2 separate regions of the Zea mays genome follow, and region 2 is linked to region 1. The links are chromatin contacts, called in public Hi-C maps. All regions are on one chromosome and are shown on one strand. The core of a region is the stretch at or near the end of the contact, and the rest is flanking DNA. Distances in the headings are between cores, read along the strand shown. Region 1 holds the start of LOC100278437. Region 2 holds the start of LOC100272915.

Region 1 (3,281 bases), core at 413-2,912:
AAGACGAGGCCATTCCACTGGGGCGATGGCCAGTGAAAATGATGCGGCCTCTCGGGGCATCAACAGCGCGAGCAGGCTGTCCACGACGGGCAGCGATGGTCCCGACGACCACTGGCGCCGGTGGAGATGAAGAACGGCGAGTAACTGCCTCTGCAGTGGGTCGAGGCGGCGGTGGTGCCTCCAAATCGACGTCCATAGGAGCGGATGCAGACGATCCCACGTCAACCACCGGCACCGGTGGCGACGGGGTTGCAGTGGGGAGTCCACACTCCACCACCGGCAGCGGAACCACCGCTGTCCATCCATGGATAACGCAGAAGTGCACATTTTGCACTTGCACACGGCGTTCAGGGATCGCGTGCACCGGTGGAAGCGCAGTGGCTTGCCCAACGGTGAACGCTTCCAACATCGCATCATCAACAATGTGAAGAACCTCGCGCATACGGCGTATGCGCATGGAAACGGTATGCTCCATACCTTGCTGTTGATGTGCAGATCGATCTTGCTGTTCTTGTCAAGAACAGCGTGTTCTTCCTCTTTTCCCTTCTCTGATTTCTCCTTGAGACAGTGCTGATAACGTGTTGCGCTCTATTGCAGTGCTCAGTGGTAATCAGTAGAGAGACAAGAGCGAATGAGACAAAACGACTGGTGTGTCTTGTTTATTGCAGAGATCCTCTTTATATACATGTGTACAAAGGGCATCTGACCCGTAGATCAAATAACTGTAAAATGGACGGTTGGATGGGTCTTGATCATATGTACAATATTTTGTAACAGATGGTAAATCTTCCATTGGAAACGAAACCGGAAAGCAAAACCAAATTAAATGCTTTTTTTAATGGCAACGGGGGCAGAGATCGATAATCCCCAACCTGAGTTTTGTATTGCATGGCGGCCCGCATCATCCCCGAGAGAAGGGGTTACAACAATTGAGTAACGGGGACTAGAAGAGTGAGTGAAGCTGGCTATCTAAAATTAGAGAACAAAGGTAGTGAGATGTAGAGCTACTAAATTTTGAAGAGGCGCATTTACATATTTTATTGGACATGTTTTTATTTGGACAATAGCCAAATTTAATTTAACAATATGATCTGACTAGTCCCTTGTAGTTGCTCTAGGTTCAAACGTCTATATATATCTCTAATTTTTTGTAGATTCTAGAAGTTGTACGTTTTCGGTATATAAACAACTTTATGTTCCGGGGTTCTTTGTTGCAAATTGCAGTGTTCCTTGGGTGCCCAGCACTCGGTTTTCTCCTATAGAATCAGCAAAGTTAGAAGGGACACACGACCGGCCTGTTATGATAGGTCTATATGGGCCATATTCTTTAAGATGGGCCGTCTGTCTTAGCCACTAACGCGCATCTTATACCGATTCGCCGATTCCTGGGCTTCACCTACAAATCGATCCAGAGACGTAGCAGTGTAGCACACCCGGGAAGGAAATATTCCCACGTTCTTTGACTCGGCCGAGTCTAAGACCCGATCTCTCAGCTCCGACCATGCCGGGCTCCGCTACACCTCGTCGTCGCCACGACGCCATGCCACTGCATGCTCCTCCATCGCCGCCCTGCCCCGATCATCTTTGACCGACGACCCGGCCTGCGTGCTCCTCAGTCCTCACCACCGTGCCTTTATAACTGACGGTGGCACGCGCGTCGTCCTTGCAGCTGCAGTTGGCGGCGTCATCGTCACCGTCACATAAACCAACTCGATCGATCGCGTGCGACTGCGAGCCGTCCGTCCGTCATGGCGGACGTGCTGGTGGGCTCCGAGCGCCGTGTCCTCATCAGCGGCTACGGGTACGGCCTTCCCCCGCAGCCCCCGCCCCCGCCGCCGGCAGAGAGCCAGCTGCTCGGCCGCCTCGACCAGATCGACCTCCGGGTACGTGCGATCCCGACGTGTAGTTGTACTGTATACATACATCCATGAATGGTCCATGCACGCCGATGACGCGGGCACATTGATGCGAAGCGACTGATGACTCCATGCGCACGTATTTTGGTGCAGCTGCGGCAGCTGGAGGAGCAGCAGCAGCGCCGCCCGTCGCACGCCGACCCGGCCCCGGCCCCGGCCCGCCGCGCGCCGGCGCCGCAGCACCAGCACACCAAGTCCCTGCCGTCGGCGCTGCAACACGTGCAGGTGCGGAGCGACCTCATGGACCGCCTCAACCTGCTGGAGTCCCGCATCAGGCAGCTCAGCAGCGAGCTGGACCTGGACGTCGGCGGCAAGGCCGCCGGCCACGCCGCCCACCAGCTGGTGCTGGGGACCTCCTCGTCGGTGCCGCAGGTCGAGGACCCCGCCACGTGGTCCGACCTCGCGCCGGTGGCGGTGGTGGACCCGGCCCCTGCTGCGGCGTTCGGCGGCGGCGGCGGCGGCAACGAGAGCAAGAGCAAGCCCGCGGCGGCGGCGGCCGGCGGGAGCTGGAGCGCCGTGGAGATCCTGCAGCGGGGCGCGCGCCAGCTCCACCGCAGCACCAGCAGCAAGCCTAACGCGCCCACCAAGGTGAGCTCCGCAGTCCGCTCCCCGACGACGACAAAGACACTCTGACCGATTTCTGCGCACTGGTAAACGAATACAGAGGCGACAAAACGTTGAAAAATCTGACCTTGTTTCGTTTGGTTTGGAAAAAAAAAGGTGAAGAAACTGCAAGAAACAAAATGCGCGTGCCAGAAGGAGAAGAGGAAGGCGGAGCGCAGCAAGACGAGCAGGCGGTGGTTCATGGTTGGATGCTGAAGAAGTGGAAGTTGGCAGTAACACGCATGGCGATGAACTAACTGATCTTGGTCGATCGTGTACAAGCCATATATATATATATATTTTTTGTATTGTTTTTGTACTCTGCTTTGATCTACTTCCGTCCACCATTAGTTGTAAAGTATTGTCATGGTCCATGAATGCAGCATTTTTCTCGTCTATCAAATGAAGAAGAACTTCCTAATGACTTGTTTCCGTGGAGCATTCAGGTTCTCCAGCGGCGCTCAGTGGGACTCTGGGAGGATCTGCTGCCCTTGCTCTTGCAGTCTTGCAGCAGCGTCTTCCACTTCTCACCCACGTGACCACGTCTGGTGCTAACACATTTGGGTTGGGTCCCCCCAAGGAAAGGGAAGCAAAGCAAAGCAAAGCGACGCCGACGCGTCTCCAAGAATAGGCAGCATGCACCTGGCGGGTTGTGGAGCGCACGCCTCGGCGCTGGGCTCTGGCCACCATCCCAAACATAGCGGGCGGCTGCTTAAACTTGGCAAGCCGGTAGCCACCACATAACCCGCCATTTCACCGCTT
Region 2 (3,281 bases), core at 454-2,953, 170 kb after region 1:
CTACAAGTGCCTGTCTTTGCTGCATCATCGAAGAAGGGACAGGAAATCAGTGGCGTTTCCAGCCCAGGTGGTGTAAAGGTGCAGACTAACAATATGCATAGTTCCATTTTGTTCACAAGCTTTACATGTCACTTGGAAAGAAGGGGGGCACAAAAAAAAATAAAGGAACATTCCATAACCACAAACCTCATAAGTCATGTTGTCTGGATCATCATCATCATCACCACCACCATTACCATCCTCCTGCCACAATTATCAGAACCTTCAGACTTCAGTTCCCTAGCTTTTCACATCTCAACTAACTGATTCAGAAAGATAGAAAGATGCCGAGCTGCCAACCTCCTCCTCGTCCTCTTCGTTTTGATGGTCGTGCCCGTCGTCAGAGTCAGACGGAGACGGCACGCAGCTGATACCTGAACAATCATGGCGCGCGGCGCGCCAGCGACAACACAAGGACCAACCACAATTATGAGACGCGATGCGAGTATGCGACGGGCACAATAAGAACCCGACGAGTGCCAGTCACATCATGCAAAACGAAACGCATCTGAATCTGCTGGACCATCGTCCATAGGCAGAGCAGAGGCAGAAGCAGACCATACCGTCGCCGTCGTCGTCGACGCTGAGGCCCTCCATCTCCTGCTGCAGCTTCGTGGCGTACTCGAAGTCCGAGGCGATCTGGGCGTCATCCGTGCCTGGATTCCTCCTGGACGAAGCAGCTGCTGCCGCAGCAGCGGTGCTGCTCTGTGCATGGTATTCCTGTGACGGCGCACTGGATCCTGCGCCTCTCATATAGTTCTCCTGGTTGCTGCCGTGTGCTCCTTCCAAGATCGACTGGTGTAAACCCTCCTGCGATCGTGGAAGCTAGCTTTCTCTTCAGTGGAGACTGGAGATCCTACTTTCTAAGATAGTGGAAGAAGGAAGCAAAAGGAAATGATCCGCTGCGTGTTCGTGGAAGAAGCAAAGATGTATGTATGTACACAAATACAAGGCTGGCATGGCGGGTAGACGCCATACATGTGTACGCATGCATGCTCGTGCTGAAGGCGAGGAAGGGGCACGTACCTGGCCGGGAAGAAGATCGGCGAGCACAAACTGGAGCAGCTCGTCGTCGAGGTCGTCGAGGCTCACCTCTACCACCGCGCCGCGCGTGGGCGAGCTGGCGTAGTGCACGGTGACCCTTCTCAGGGCCCCGGACTGCCCCACGGTGGCCATGATTAGCCGGCCACCGCACCGAGACAGGCGTGAGCCGGTTTGCCTGCAGGCCATGGCACAGCATCTCTCTCATAATCAATTCGGACCAAGAAAGTCCCTGATCAGCAGGAACACGAGGTGACACAACACAACCACCTCCCGTAACCACTTCGTCGTTGATGTCAACTGTTATAGACCTGAGCCTAACACTAGTGGTTTAATTTTTAGAGTAAAAAAATGTTTTTTTGAAGAAAAAACTCATCCAAATCTCTCATGTTCTTGTGAGTCATGCGGTGTACTGCACATAGCTGAATTCTCAAGAAAAAAGGAAACCGCAGGAGAAGGCACTCGAGTCAAGAGCCAAGAACATGGAAGAGCTAGCAGAATCAAATTGCAAAAAAAAGAGAAAGAAGGAAGAGGGGGAGGAGGATGCTTGGTGTACGTACCTCTGTTCGTTGGTGTCTCTTGTTGTCTGCTCTCTTCTCTCTCTCGACTCGAGGTTTGTTGAAGGGATGGGTGCTTTGTTAATGGGGAGAGTGGGTGGCTGCCTGCCTCGGTGTTTTATACGTAGAGACACACAGCCAGGTCGCTCTCACTGTCTTCTTTTTTTGAATATAATTCCATGGATGGACAAAGAAACATCATTGTTTACGCTCTTATACTTTCCGGCCTGACTGTCTCCGAGTTTGATTTCACCAATCCACAGTAAAATCTTGCCAGCGATCTTGCCGTTTTCCGAATTCCAACTCGCCTCGCGTTTTTCAGTTTCAGCTGGGTCTTCCTCCGAAACTTGCCAGTTAGTTCTTTGGAAGGACAACCTGAATATGGGTGGGCAAGCACAAGTATGATGCATGTTTTTTTTTTTTTGCAAACTATATAATGCTGTCCAAGTGCTTCAGATCATAGAGCTGTTTACTCTGTCGCGCAGCAGATCTTGGAGTCTGGTGCAGGAACGAACCTTCATCTGGGATTCTAGGACCACACGAAGGAAGGAAGATCCTAGTTAGTGCCAGCAAGAAGCAGATATAGAAAACCCTACTTGCTTCAGACCATGCATGTGTCCATGTTCGAATTCTTGGCATCCACTGAAGAAATGATCTGCTCAACACACTCACTCACTACTATACTAGAGGCCGGCCGATTCCAGGCTTCCAGCCTTGACACTGAATGATCTTTATCTTTACACCAGTAGGTGGCGCGATCCTTTTTCACTTTCAACGCCGACGTCTCTCTCTCTCTCCCCTGCACAAATCGTTCTGTCAATTTCATCCGACGAAGCAATTGCCCAGCAGGATCGCTGCGCGTCAGCACGAGAAGACTGGCCGCCAGGACATACACGGAGGAGGCCGAAGACTTGGAGAGCCGAGTCAGTCAGGTCAACCGTAAAGTAATCTCCGTCCTTTCTGCTAGCCTAGGCTAGCTGATGGTGTCATGGAGATAACTACAATAGAACAATATTACCCCTTGACTATTTCAACTACCAAGTAGTCTACTTCTACCATACATCTGATACATGGCCCAGAATCCCATTTGGCTTCTGACACTACCAATCTCCATAGGGGGGAGGACAAGGACAAGCAGCTACTATCTGCCTATCTGGTATCTCATGATTCCAGTGCGCCACCTATACGGGGGGATTGGGACCGTGCCGGCCAGAATTAGCTAGCGGGCCATGCCGTGCCGGCCCACGGGCCCCGAGCGAGTCTCAAGCACGACCAGTTAGGTTAATAACTGTGTCGGGCTGGTCCACGACCCGACATGTCTAACGGGCCAATAATAGCATATGAAGTTTAAATGATAAAAATATTCTAAAAATATGCATATTTGATGGTTTAAACCATATTTATTAGCTCTAAATGTTTATTTGCACTCACATAACCGACAAAAACACATGTTTCTTGTGTTTTATACTCTAAATATGTACTTATATGAAAAAATAGAAAAAAAATAAAACCGGGTCGTGCCGTGTCTAGCCCGCCGTGCCACGCCTTTGGCCCAGACACAGCTCGATGACCGGGCTGGGTCGACACGGGCCTGGTTCACTACGTGTTGTGCCGGGTTCAGGCCAGACCAAACCCGTGTCGGGT

What was found. Hi-C and Micro-C count contacts between places; a contact is called where the count stands out from the background.
Region 2: a Hi-C map of root tip shows a contact between it and region 1, with 8 times the contacts expected there. The contact joins the promoter of LOC100272915 here to the promoter of LOC100278437 in region 1. A contact is called at or near these places in 13 of 25 Hi-C or Micro-C datasets (bundle sheath, ear, endosperm and 5 more).

Annotation. Positions count from the first base shown.
Region 1 is chr9:27,068,873-27,072,153 of Zm-B73-REFERENCE-NAM-5.0, forward strand. It overlaps LOC100278437, which reads left to right and starts at 1,663. Exons shown (of 3, transcript NM_001152034.3): 1 at 1,663-1,883; 2 at 2,010-2,504; 3 at 2,637-2,922. The coding sequence starts at 1,749. The coding sequence ends at 2,735. It overlaps LOC103638155 (probable receptor-like protein kinase At2g21480), which reads left to right and starts at 3,271. Exons shown (of 1, transcript NM_001407493.1): 1 at 3,271-3,281.
Region 2 is chr9:27,238,427-27,241,707 of Zm-B73-REFERENCE-NAM-5.0, forward strand. It overlaps LOC100272915, which reads right to left and starts at 1,704. Exons shown (of 8, transcript NM_001328379.1): 1 at 1,641-1,704; 2 at 1,066-1,258; 3 at 603-849; 4 at 340-413; 5 at 187-243; 6 at 1-19. The coding sequence starts at 1,215.